Linked DNA regions of Rattus norvegicus: region 1 is linked to region 2. The links are chromatin contacts, called in public Hi-C maps. All regions are on one chromosome and are shown on one strand. Each heading gives the region's core, a stretch centred on a gene start, on an enhancer-like site or on the middle of the called end of the contact. The rest is flanking DNA. Distances are from core to core; before and after follow the strand shown.

What was found. A called contact is a pair of places that touch in the nucleus more often than the background predicts.
Region 1: a Hi-C map of mammary epithelial cells shows a contact between it and region 2, with 2.2 times the contacts expected there. The contact joins the promoter of Cnnm4 here to the promoter of Arid5a in region 2. A contact is called at or near these places in 2 of 12 Hi-C or Micro-C datasets (frontal cortex and mammary epithelial cells).

Annotation. Positions count from the first base shown.
Region 1 is chr9:46,206,075-46,212,298 of GRCr8, forward strand. Cnnm4 (cyclin and CBS domain divalent metal cation transport mediator 4) reads left to right here and starts at 1,630. Exons shown (of 7, transcript NM_001271050.1): 1 at 1,630-3,025. The coding sequence starts at 1,630.
Region 2 is chr9:46,027,452-46,033,590 of GRCr8, forward strand. Arid5a (AT-rich interaction domain 5A) reads left to right here and starts at 3,128. Exons shown (of 7, transcript NM_001399179.1): 1 at 3,128-3,210. The coding sequence starts at 3,207.

The DNA.
Region 1 (6,224 bases), core at 380-2,879, 180 kb after region 2:
GGAGAAGGGCTTTCTGTGTCTCTGGGGCCAGCAGAAGCCTTGCTGGGAGACCCAGGGGTCAACCCAGGCCCCGTGCTTAGCTTAGCTCCTGCAACTGAGGTAAGAATGTTTGTCATCCACGTCCTGCCCTTCACAGGTGGACAGTTGTGGGTGGATGGCTGTGGTCATCCTCACACACTGAGTTCATAGCTGCCTGCCGGATGACATCCAAGTAGGGCTGACCAGGAAGCAGTGATCTCAAGGCTAGAACAGCAGCCACACCTCTCGGTTCATTTCCACAAGCAGCTGCCTCAGCTGGCCAGTCACCACAATTTGGGGTTAAGGGTACGGTTCTGAAAGAGCAGGCAGCAATGACTATTACTACACAGGCAAAGACTATTCACAGAGAGTTGTCATGTCATGTTTGATGTGTAAGCCAATTGTTCTCACTTGCTTTAGCCAGGTGATGCTGTGTTATCACTCTTCCTGCCATCAAATTAAAAACTGAACCCATAGCTGAACAATCAAATCAACCCAGGCATGGTGGTGCATGCCTGTAAACCCTGCACTTGGGAGTCTATGGATGGAGGATCGGGGAGTTCACGGTAGCCTTAGATTTGAAGAGTTCAAAGCCATATTGGGCTATGTAAGATCTTGTCTCAATAGTCATTCTTACCGCCGTTTACAGACAGGAACTAGGATTAACGGTGGAGATCTGAAAGGCCTAAGATTTGTGCCTAGGTTCAAATCTGTAAGATATAAAATACTTCACGTGGCCAGAAGGATTCAATAACTGTTCCTGTGTGTATTTGTTTATTGAGCTCCCCCTCCCGCCACCACCACCACCCCCCGCCCCGTATAGCTATACTTGCTTATTGCCATTTTTTCTGATGCTAGGCTGTAAACTAAGGTGTGCAAGAATTTTGGCGTGTTCGTTGCCTTATTGTTAGAGTCTGCAAGTATACATATTCAATGAAAACATCCCTAAATAGAAATGACAGGTGAAAAACCTAGCTCAGAGCCTGAATCCTCAGCACCTTAGGGGGCTGGTGGTCTCCAGACAGAAGCGACCGGTGGGCTGGGGGAGTTCGGGGGCAGAGACAATCTATTTCTGGCCTTGGGTCAAGGCCAGCAAAAATACCAGAAGTGAGGAGGCTGTAATGCCAGCCTGAGCCCTCAGGTTCCCTTTTCTTTTTCTAAACCAGGAAATGGCATGCTTTTTTCTCGCTGTGCTTGTGGAGAAGCACACCCGCCCTAGAACGGAGCAACAGAGTGCAGGGGACCCGGAAGCAGCCAGGCGCGTGAGGCCTGGGAGCCGGGCTCCCTAAGGAGGAGCTCGGGAGAAGCCGCGCGCGGCGCGGAGGCTGGGCTGGGCGCACCCCCGCCGCAGGCTCCCGCGCTCGCCTCGCGCCGTTCCACCTTAAGCGCTCAGACCTCCTTAAGCCCGGAGCGCGAGCCCTGGGTAGGGGCGGGACCTCGCATGCAAATAAGGGGCGTGGGGCGGCGGGGCGGGGCGGGCGGGGCGCGGTCTGACGTCAGGCCCTCTCCTGGGGCAGTTGGCGCGGCGGCGGCGGAGCGGCAGGAGGGCAGGAGCGGCGGCGCCGAGTGAGGCGCGCGGCGGGGCGCGGGCAGCGGCGGGGCCGGAGCAACATGGCGCCGGGGGGCGGGGGCGGGCGGCGGGACGGCTGGCCGGCCCGAGGGCGCCTCCTCCTGGCCGCGCTGCTGCTGCTGCTATGGACGCGGGCGGCCAGCGGCCAGAGCAGCCCCCAGCAGAGCGTGATCCTAGGCATGAGGCTGGCGAGCTGCAACAAGTCGTGCGGGATGAACCCGGATGGCATCATCTTCGTGTCCGAGGGCAGCACGGTGAACTTGAGGCTCTACGGCCACAGACTGGGCGAGATCTCTAGCAACCTGATCTCCTTCACCGAGGTGGACGACGCCGAGACGGTCCACAACTCCACCAACTGCCTGGAGCTCACCAAGGACTTAGTGGTCCAGCGGCTGGTCAACGTGAGCCGCGGGAACACGTCGGGGATGCTAGTGGTGATTACCAAGTTCCTGCGGAGGAGTGAGAACATGAAGCTGTACGCGCTGTGCACCCGGACCCGGGCCGACGGGCCCTGGCTCAAATGGACGGACAAGGACTCCCTGCTCTTCATGGTGGAGGAGCATGGGAGGTTTCTGCCGCTCTGGCTGCACATCCTTCTTGTTTTGGTGCTGTTGGTGCTGTCGGGCATCTTTTCTGGCCTCAACTTGGGGCTTATGGCCCTGGACCCGATGGAGTTGCGCATCGTGCAGAACTGTGGAACTGAGAAGGAGAGAAGGTACGCTCGCAAGATAGAGCCCATCAGGCGCAAGGGCAACTACCTGCTCTGCTCGCTGCTCCTGGGGAATGTGCTAGTCAACACCTCCCTCACCATCCTTCTAGACAACCTCATCGGTTCTGGCATCATGGCAGTGGCCTCCTCCACCATTGGCATTGTCATCTTTGGGGAGATCTTACCTCAAGCCCTGTGCTCCAGGCATGGGCTGGCTGTGGGTGCCAACACTATTGTTCTCACCAAAATCTTTATGTTACTCACTTTCCCCCTGAGTTTCCCCATTAGCAAACTCCTGGACTTCGTCTTGGGTCAGGAGATTCGCACTGTTTACAATCGGGAGAAACTGATGGAGATGTTGAAGGTGACAGAGCCCTATAATGACCTGGTGAAGGAGGAGTTAAACATGATCCAGGGTGCTCTGGAACTAAGGACCAAAACTGTGGAGGATATCATGACCCAGCTACACGACTGCTTCATGATCCGCAGTGATGCCATTCTGGACTTCAACACCATGTCGGAGATTATGGAGAGTGGCTATACTCGCATTCCTGTGTTTGAAGATGAGCAGTCCAATATCGTAGATATCCTTTACGTCAAAGACCTGGCTTTTGTTGACCCAGATGACTGCACCCCGCTCAAGACGATCACTCGCTTCTACAACCACCCGGTCCATTTTGTTTTTCATGACACCAAGCTGGATGCCATGCTGGAGGAATTCAAGAAGGGTAAGGACTGGGGTGGCTCCTGGTTAAATGTCCTTTTGATATCTCCCCCCACCACTTTCCCTGAAGCATCTCCTGCGTGCTCTCTGTTTTCTGTTTCACTCTTCTGTTTGTGCAATTGACTCTGGGTCCCTCTGTCCATCATTTCCTGTACCTCTGGGGTGAACGTTATCACAGGCGCAGCAGAAGCAGCTCTCACTGTGCTCTGTGTTTAGTTGAATCCAAGCTGAAGGAGACACACTTGTCTGGAGCTGCGGGAGGGATACAGGGTAAGGCTCGTGGCTGAAAAGCAGCCACCAGGCCTCATGGAGACGTAAAGGGTGGTGAGGGGAAGTAGTCTGGGAGCTGAGGATGTTGTCACAGGGGAAAACATTTGAGGGGAATCTTGACTGATGAAGTGACTTGGGACTGGGTTGCACCGCTCTTGTGAGGATTGTTTTGTGGTTCTAGTGGACCTCCTGGCTCTTCTGACCCATGACCACCAGGGGACAGCTTGGATATTTTCACACTTTCCCCCTCGAGTTTGCCCCAGGTTTGGAGCTCTAGATTTTGTGGCAGCGTAGTATCACTCACCCTCCAGCCCACAAGCAAAATTGGGAGGTCTCTCCTGGGCTCCCAACTCGGAACTCCCACAGTTTCTGCTGTTTAGCAGAAGCATGGAGGGAGAGCTTTGGTTACTGCTCCATCTTTCCCAAGAGTCAAACATAAACTTGCCCCCACTCCCAGTCTTCAGGTGGCCTTGCTGTGTGTGTGTGTGTGTGTGTATGTGATGTGTGTGTGTGTGCTTGGCTAGCTCCCCCGTAAGTAGGCACTTAAGAGGGTCTACTCCCTTGCCTCCAAGCTCAGGGCACACACCATTTTCCTTATTGCCAGCAAAGACTTCCTCCCTCTTCTGCCCCGAAACTCCCAAAAGTGGCTGTAAACAAGGCAGCTCTAGAGTAAAACTCTCCTAGGGTGAAGGAGGTGAGGAGGAAGAAAGGGAACTCTGTAGAGGAGACCCTGAAGCTCATATGACTTTGCTTCACAGTCCTGGTCCCAACCTTCCTCCTGTACATAGAGCTGTTTCTGGCTAAGGCTCGGCTGACCCGGGAGCCACATTTGAACACTAGTTGTGATAAGCCCGGGGTCATTTCCGAATCCGGAAGGTGGTAGACAGGCTTGAAATGGGATCAGGAGAGAAGAAATGGCCTTACCAGGTTTGATCTTCAAAGGCGCACTTGGGTCAGGGTCACGGCCAAGGAGGCAGGTTGGCAACTCTCCCTTTTAAGTTTTCTACAGAGATCCTCAGCATCAGAGCCAAGGGCATCTTGAGGATGGTGACCAGGACAGGAGATAGTCTGGATGGCATGGAAGGAGAGTTAGTGCTGTAGACCCAGGAGCCTGTTTCGCTCTGAGTAGGAGCAGTGGGGAGTGTGTCTCCTCCCTCCATCTTGCAGCTGAAGGACCTGAAAGTTTCCCTGCAGTGGCTTCTTTGGGAACTTCATGAGGATTCCCATGACAGCTTCCTCCTTACCTGCCTCTGTGGTCTGAGGTGGTTTTCTGGTGACAGATATACCTACCAGTACCTCCCCATCAGTTTGGTTAGATCTGGATCCAACTAATATGAATTGGCTTAATTTGATGTCCAGCTCCCCCCCCCCCCCGGAGCTGAGGATCGAACCCAGGGCCTTGCTAGCAAGCGCTGTACCACTGAGCTAAATCCCCAACCTCTGATGTCCAGCTCTTGACCAGCAGGGCTGACCTCTGTTTCATGGGAGCATACTGGGTTTGAGCAAGGTGACTTTAGACTCTGCTCTGTCCTGTGAAGAAGTGTCCTTCCTTGAGCTGGAAAAGCAGAGCTGACGTCTCGTAGGCCAGAGTTGTCCTGAGCTGAACCCTATCCCCACAGTTTGGTCCATCCACCAGACTTTCCTTGACAGAGTCTTGTGGCCTGAGTCCAGGCCGTAGAGTGTGGATCCCAAGCAGTTCATGGAAAAGCAGGAGCAATCTACCCTGTGGTCAGATAACAGTGTGACACAGTGGTCACTCCTTATGAACAGACCCTGGGCCATGTATGCCTCCTTGCTGATGTCTGGAGGACTTAGGAGACCAGTCTTAATTTGGTAAATTTCCACAGAGGTGTCTTGCTGTTGCCCCCTGCTGTGTGGGCTTTTCTGGGTCCCACCTGGTGCCCACCCCTACCTATCCCGAGGCTGCCAGGATGTGACACACACCTAGTGTATACTTACAGCTTCTAAGATTTTTCTTTTCAAGGTTAGTGTTTGGAGGGCTCTTTTCTTTTTGTTACTAACCAGGAACAAGTACAGTTCAGCAGTGCCAGCGTTGTGCCAGACGGAGTGGCGTATTTCAGGGTCTTTGCTGGATCTTTCACCCCCAAATTGTATGATGGCTCTAGACCTCACTCTGCCAGAAGCCCCCCTGACTAAAGACTTTCTGTCTTGTCTGTCTTGTTGAGGTTTGGTTTGGCTTGAGTCAGCTTTCTTATTCTGTAGCTGAGGCTGTACCGGACTGTAGGTCTGCGCCCCAAGCGTGCATCTAATTTTTTTTTAAACCAGGTTCTTTAATTCCCCACTCCCTAGCTTTGTTAAGTTCCTTGAGCATGGGGCCCTGCCTTACTGATTTTCACCGCTGCAGGCCTGGCCAACAGATGGGGCCTCCGTGAGCGTTAGCTGAACAAATGAATGGATGATTGTCTGCCAGGCTTTCTGTTCCTCAAACACACCTCGACACTCCCAGCTCTGGGGCCTTTGCCCCAGCTGTTGTCCAAGAAAGTTAGTGTGGCTTCCTTCCCCTAACTCACCTCCTCAGCCTTGCCTCTGGGAGGCCTTGCGGTCACCCCACTTAAGCCTGTCACCCCAACATCTCTCTCGACTTTCCCAGTCCTCTACCTCTGTGCTCCGTTCTCCTCCTCAGCTCAGGGGCTTAGTGGTTTGCCAAGCCCTCATCTCCACCCAGTACGATATAAGATCCAAAGGGCAGGCTCCATGCCCTGGCGGTTGTATGGATAGCTCTGGTATGGCCCTTGGCACATAGTAAGGCCTCAATAAAATTTTACCTAGTGAATGAAGGACTTGTCAGATTTGGGAGAACATTATTGCTGTTCTAGAAGCTTCGGAATTTTATGACAAGGCTAAGGGAAGTACTGTGGCATCTCCGGCATCTCCGTCTGCACCAGGAGAAGTGGTGTGTGTGTATCTCGATT
Region 2 (6,139 bases), core at 1,878-4,377:
CCACATTCTTCCCTACCCCAAGGGGATTCAACTGTCACCTTCCAGGTGCAGGAAGTTCAGTATCTTGGGTTTCTGTGGGGTGGGAAGAGGGCCAGAGAGCCCCCAACCCCAAAGCCAGGACTCACCCAACAGGGAGCTGCTTTAGACTCAGCGGGGAGGTGCAGAGAGGGGTCACAGTACCTGCTTTTAAGCACCCTGGAGACAGTGGCCCTACTTCTTCTCCTAAGAAATTGTCCCTTGGTGATCTGGGACACAGCCCTATCCCAGCATCACGGGCTCATCCCTACCCCGCCCCCAAAGGCCGAGAGCTATTCTTGTCTCTTTCTAAAGTACGCGTTTGAAACCATGAGCCCATTTTTTTCCATTCCCGGGCTTGGGTATGGTCTATTTCGAGCATTCGTTGTTTTCCATGAGTTGCAAATGCCACTGTGAATCTTGCCTTTCCTGGACAGCTAACACAGGGGGTGGGGAGCAAGGCAGGGCCAACAGTTAAAAATACTCCCCACTTCATTCCCCTTTGAAAACAAGGCCCCAGAGGCATTTTGCAACTGCTGGGCCTGGGAACGGAGCAGAAACGCGGAGGGGGTGGGGAGAGGAGGCTGCTTGTCCTGTTTTTTGAGCACACTGAACTTTGAAGGTCTCAGATGAAGGGTGGCACCAACTTTCCTGCAAGAAACTCTCAGGGCCCGAAAGCTCCAGGATGGGACACACCTCCAAGGTCTGGTCCCTAGAGATGGACCAGCATGAAGGTAGCCTCAGCTCAGTCTCTCCCCAAAAATCCTCTAAGAGATCTAGAATTTTCTCAGCAGGATCCAGGTAATCAAGGGAAAAAAAGACTACTGAGAGATCGCAATTGAAGGCTCAGACAGTAGCAGATGCTAGCGGAGAAGCTGATCTGTGTTTTAATTTGTAGACATCTCTGTGACAAAAACCATCAGGATTATATCAGCTAAAAACACACGTTGAGCAAAGTTACATGTTTTCCCATACCATGGATACTTATATTTATGAAAATAAGTAAGGAACGTTCTAAAAGACTATCCAATCTGATAAGAAGAGGGAGGGAACTGGATTTGGAGCAGGGCCAGAGAGGACTGATTTATTCTCAATGTTTTTTCCAGGAAGAATGTGTTTACACACTAATGGGTGTTTTGTTTTTCTTCTGGAGGCTGCCAGAGAGACAACTGAGACATGGAGGAGCTGGTGTTTGCTCACACAATCCGGGCCTCGTGCTCTACGGATGAAGGGTGATGGAGAAAGGTGGCTATGAACTGGTTGAGAAGTATGTAGAACAGAAGCTTGAACAACTGGAGTGTTGGTGTTTTTAGGAAGGCAAAGGGAGGTATCATTCCTCGGCAGGATTTATTAGCTGTTGTAAATTACTTTCTGTTGCAAATAGTTGCCTCAGGAGACAATTAAATTTAGATCATATTGTTCTCGGGTTGCCCCAGACAGGTGTTGACTTGCTGAGGCTATGCACAAACAACACTGCGTAAGAGTGCGCTCTCCTGCCTAAGAGTGCGCTCTGCTGCCGATGGTAGGGTCCTCCTATCCAAAGGTAGGATTAGCTGTGGCTTTGGAAGTAGTGAGTGCTTCACTGATGGATGCACCCAGTCCAGGAGGTAGTGGATGGTCTATCCCGTGATGCCGAAGGCAGGGTGCAGATCTCCATTCCTAACCTAGCACTGTGGCTAGTCCAACCAATCCTTACCAAATGACGGTGGAACCAGAAGCCTGTGAGGTTGCCAGGTGGTAGCTCTTGGTAGATAACATCTCTGTCAGAGTCTTGGATCTCTTGGGGGTGGACTGCGGTTTGTATTCTTGGATGTGGGAGTCGCTGTGGTAATCATTATTCGGGCCATTATTCTGAGCAGTTAATAAATATCGACAACAATGTGCCTGTTACCAGACCGGCAAGCACCAGTTATTACAATTATCCCCAAGCTCAGTGTTGCCTGCTCCAGGCTGAGCGTACTGATCTGCTATTCCAGAGCGAATGGATAAAGCCCAGAAGGTCAGAATCACCAAATGCAGACCGTCCATTTGTTCAGTGTGAAGGGAGCACTAAAATGTCGGGGGTCTGGGGGTGACTGTGGAGCCCTCCTCATCTGTGCCCCAATTCTAAGGTTGAGCTCTACCCTACCACCTACCAGTAATAGGAGCTAAGTAATCTCCCAGGCCTGTTTTGCACTGTATAATGAGGATAACGATTGTGTGAAATGCAGAACTGGGGGGCTGGGGAGATGGTTCAGTGGTTAAGTCACTAACTGCTCTTCCAGGGGTCCTGAGTTCAAATCCCAGCAACCACATGGTGGCCCACAACTATCTGTAATGGGATCTGATAATGTAATGAGATCTTCTGGTGTGTCTGAAGACAGCTACAGTGTACTTATATGTAATAAATAAAGAAATCTTTTAAAAAATTACAGAGCTGTATGAGTATTATAGTTAATCAACAGAATCTGGTTCCGGGAATACCAACTACATACTAGGAACAGAGTTCAAATCCAAGCCTTACAGCTAATAGGGCTTTCTGCCTTTAAACCTCAAGTTTCAGCCTCATCTTCTATAACCCACACAAGGTCCAAATGACTGCTCTGCCTCACCTTGTCACCACTCACCTTCAACTTGTTCACTTCCTCTTTGCACGGTTCAGCTTGTGGCTGTCACTCAGTCTACATGATATATGTGGACACAGGCACTTCGGGAAGGCCTAGGGAATTAGGTCTGGGCACCCACTTTCTAGATTGGCCCCTGGTAGGCTAACAGTATTCACATCTCTATGTGAAGCTAAAAAGAATGGACCACTTCAGGTAAAAGTCAGAAGCACTTTTATTTAACCCCACACAGTCTTTGGCACACTACAGAGAGCGGGCAGTTTTCTAAGATTCTAGTTTTGCCTCTGGGGAAACCAACAGACACAGGAGAGCCATGATTCTTAGTGTCCTACATCAGCCCCTAGCTGGAAAGTGGGCGTACACTACAACTCCCAGACGTCCTCCGGCTTAAGGGGCGGAGCCCTCCCCGCCCTAGAAAAAGGATCCATCAATGGAAGCTCAGAGCGCGGCGGGGGCGGGCCCAGGGGTGGGTCCTGGGGAGAGGAGACCGTCGAGCGGCGCAGCGAGCCAGTCGCGCCGAGAGCGCTGGGAGCGGACGGCTGTGCGCATCGAGGGTCTCCGGACGGCGACGCACGCTCTCGCTGGGCAATGGGTAAGCGGCTGGCGGGCAGCGCCGGGGTCGGAGGGTTGGGGTCCCGGAGCGATCGTGGCCCTCGGGGCAACCCGAGTGTCTGCGTGCTCTCTTCTCGTGGAAACTCGGGGCGGCCAGGGGCTTCCCAGGCGTTTATCTCGAAACTCTCCTCTCGGGCTCTGGACTGAAATTCACTGAGCCGCCCACACTTCCTGCTGCGGTTTCAATCTCGAGCTGCTCTGGGCCCATTTGTTGTGACAGCTGTCAGCAGCAGCTTCTCGGCCGCGGGCCCCTCCCTGCCCCGTGCCAGCCCAGCGCTTCTCAGAAGCCGAGGCGCCCGGGCCGCGCGCAGCGCTTCCCACTGCGGTCCCGATTCCTGAAAGTGACTGCGCGGGTTTTGAAGAAATTGCTCAATGCGCTTTGAAGAATCAACGGTTCCTCTTTTCTGCCGAGGGACATGGTTGTGGTTTGACGGTCACAAGCTTCAGATCCCCTGCTCCTCTCTTCTCTTTTCCTTTTCTTTCTGTTTCTTTTTTCTTTCCAACCCCCCGTAGGAAAGAGGCTCTCTTTTTACCCGTCTGGTTCTCTGAATTTCCCTCTCTTCCCTTGGGTCTCTTCAAAGGGACAGAATAGTGGCCCTGGACAGGGGGTGTTTAGTGGAGGGAGGGCAGAAACTTAGGCTGCCGGAGTGCGACGAACAAGTTTGGCTTTGCTCTCCTTGCCAACTGGGGGCACAACCTTGCAACCGCATCTGCGACCCTCCGCACTGCCCAGGCGTTGCCCCCTGACTGGGCTCACACCCCATACAGGCACAGTGGGGCCAACTCTGGGCTGGGAAGGCCTCAAATTCATCCCAAGTTTTGCCGATCAGGCCAGCATCCCATAGTCTTATTTCAGAGGAGTGTAACAGGTGCTCTTTGCCCCGCCCCGCGGGCACTATTGGGAATTGATGTAAATCTAGGGATCTCAGAGCCTAAAGAGGATGGATGCCTGGGAAGGGAAGGGGAGGTGTTATCTAGAGGGTCTGGTCTCCACAGCAGTTAGAGTCCTAACTGACTGCTTGACCTAGAACTTGAAGTGACAGAGGCAGAATGGGCCTTAGGATTATATACTCCACCCCCATCTTTTATTACAGAGAAACTGAGGCATAGAGATGGGCTCAGGTCTGACAGTGAGTGAGGACCAGGCTTCAAAGACTCCTTGCCCTTTCTCTTCTTTCTGGTAGCCTTCTGCTGCCCTGAGTGGGAAGCTGAATGGTCTAGATTCCCCCTTGACCAGGATAGCAGGCACTGTGCTAGGGTGAGGAGAGGAGGAGAAAGGAAAAGTGAGGTCTGAAATTTCCCTGTGTAGGGGTTCTAGTCTCCTGTTGAGTCACCCTCTGCAACTTGTTTCTGCATAGGTGGGGTGGGAAAACCGGAAATGATCCATATAGAGAGCTCTGTCTTCACCAGACATACAGACAGAGGGTGGGGCCGTGAAGACTCAGCCCTTCCAGGATTAGGATCTCTTGGGCTATCTCAGGGCAGTGGGAGTCTAGCATCTTAAACCTGGTACCCCTATACTCCCCTCTACCTTTCTGTACCCCCCAAGGGCTCTCAGCTTGTCTCTAGCCACTAACAGAGCTTGGCAGAAGTGCTGAGGGTGGGCTGTGGCCAGTTCTGTGCCCTGGATCCTCAGACTCCTGTCTAGCTGTCCTTAAGGCTGGCTCTTGGCAGGACACCTCCCCCCCCCCAAAAAAAGCCAAACTGCCTATTGGAGCAAGCCCAAGGAGGAGAATGCCAGGCAGCCAGCTTCTGGGCCATGAAGTGGACTGACCGCTTCAAAGGCTGTCTTTGTTTCCTCTCCAGAGCTTGAGCTAAGAGAAACTTAAGCCAACAACCTCAGGCGAGCGGGCGGGACTGTGTCTACTGGTTGTTATTGAGGTTGCTGTTGCCGTTATTGACGTGCTGTTCCCAGCCAGTGAGTTTTCATGAAAGGAAGTGTCACTTCCTTCCCATCACAAGAAGGGTGACTGGGGTAAGCAAAGGAGGGAGAGGGAGGGAAAGTGGTAGCCACACCTTGTGAGGCAGTTTGAAGGGAGTGAGCCTTGAACCCTGTCCGAGCCCCCGGGGTTCTGAGATCAGGTACATGCTTCCACCTGCTTAGGTCAGTCTTTCAGGAGCACCCTAGGGAGATCGGATACATGGCAACAGGCAGGTGTCGGGGAGGTGATTTGGAGGGCGAAGCATCATTTCTTGCTCTCTTCTGCTTAGAATCCTGGCTACTGGGGGTTGGGGATTTAGCTCAGTGGTAAAGCGCTTGCCTAGCAAGCGCAAGGCCCTGGGTTTGGTCCCCAGCTCCGGAAAAAAGAAAAAAAGAAAAAGAAAAAAAAAAGAATCCTGGCTACTGAGCCCAGCACACCCATCTCACAGATGAGGGGAGAGAGCTTTAAAACAGCGTAAGGTGTTAAAACGGTGGAGGTGATAAAAGATGCACCCAGCATGGCATGGCGGGGCACGCCACCAGTCCCAACACTAGGGAATCATACATTCAAGGCCAGCCTGGGCTACACAGAGAGACCCTGTCCTAAGCAAACAACTAAAGACAAGCAAAGACAGCAAGCACCCCCGCGTGGTACCAGAGCCCTCTCTCCCCACTTTGTCCAGAGCCGTTTCATCTGAGCTCTGCTCATTGACTGGGGGGGTATGGGGCAGGCTTACAGGCCCTCTTGATATCCCAGCAGCCATCCCTCTGCCTCAGTGACTCCACTGCAGGGTAACCCTCACTATTTTCATCTTCCCCCTTTCACCCAGAGCCATTGTCTACCCAGACAGCAGTTAGCATTTCTTCAGAGAATCTCAGGAGTGTCTAACACCTTTTCCTTCCTTAAAGGTTATATATAAGGTGACAGCCTGTATTGCAAGGTGATGGGACCCTGGGAGACTCCAAGGCCAGACCCATTGATTCACAC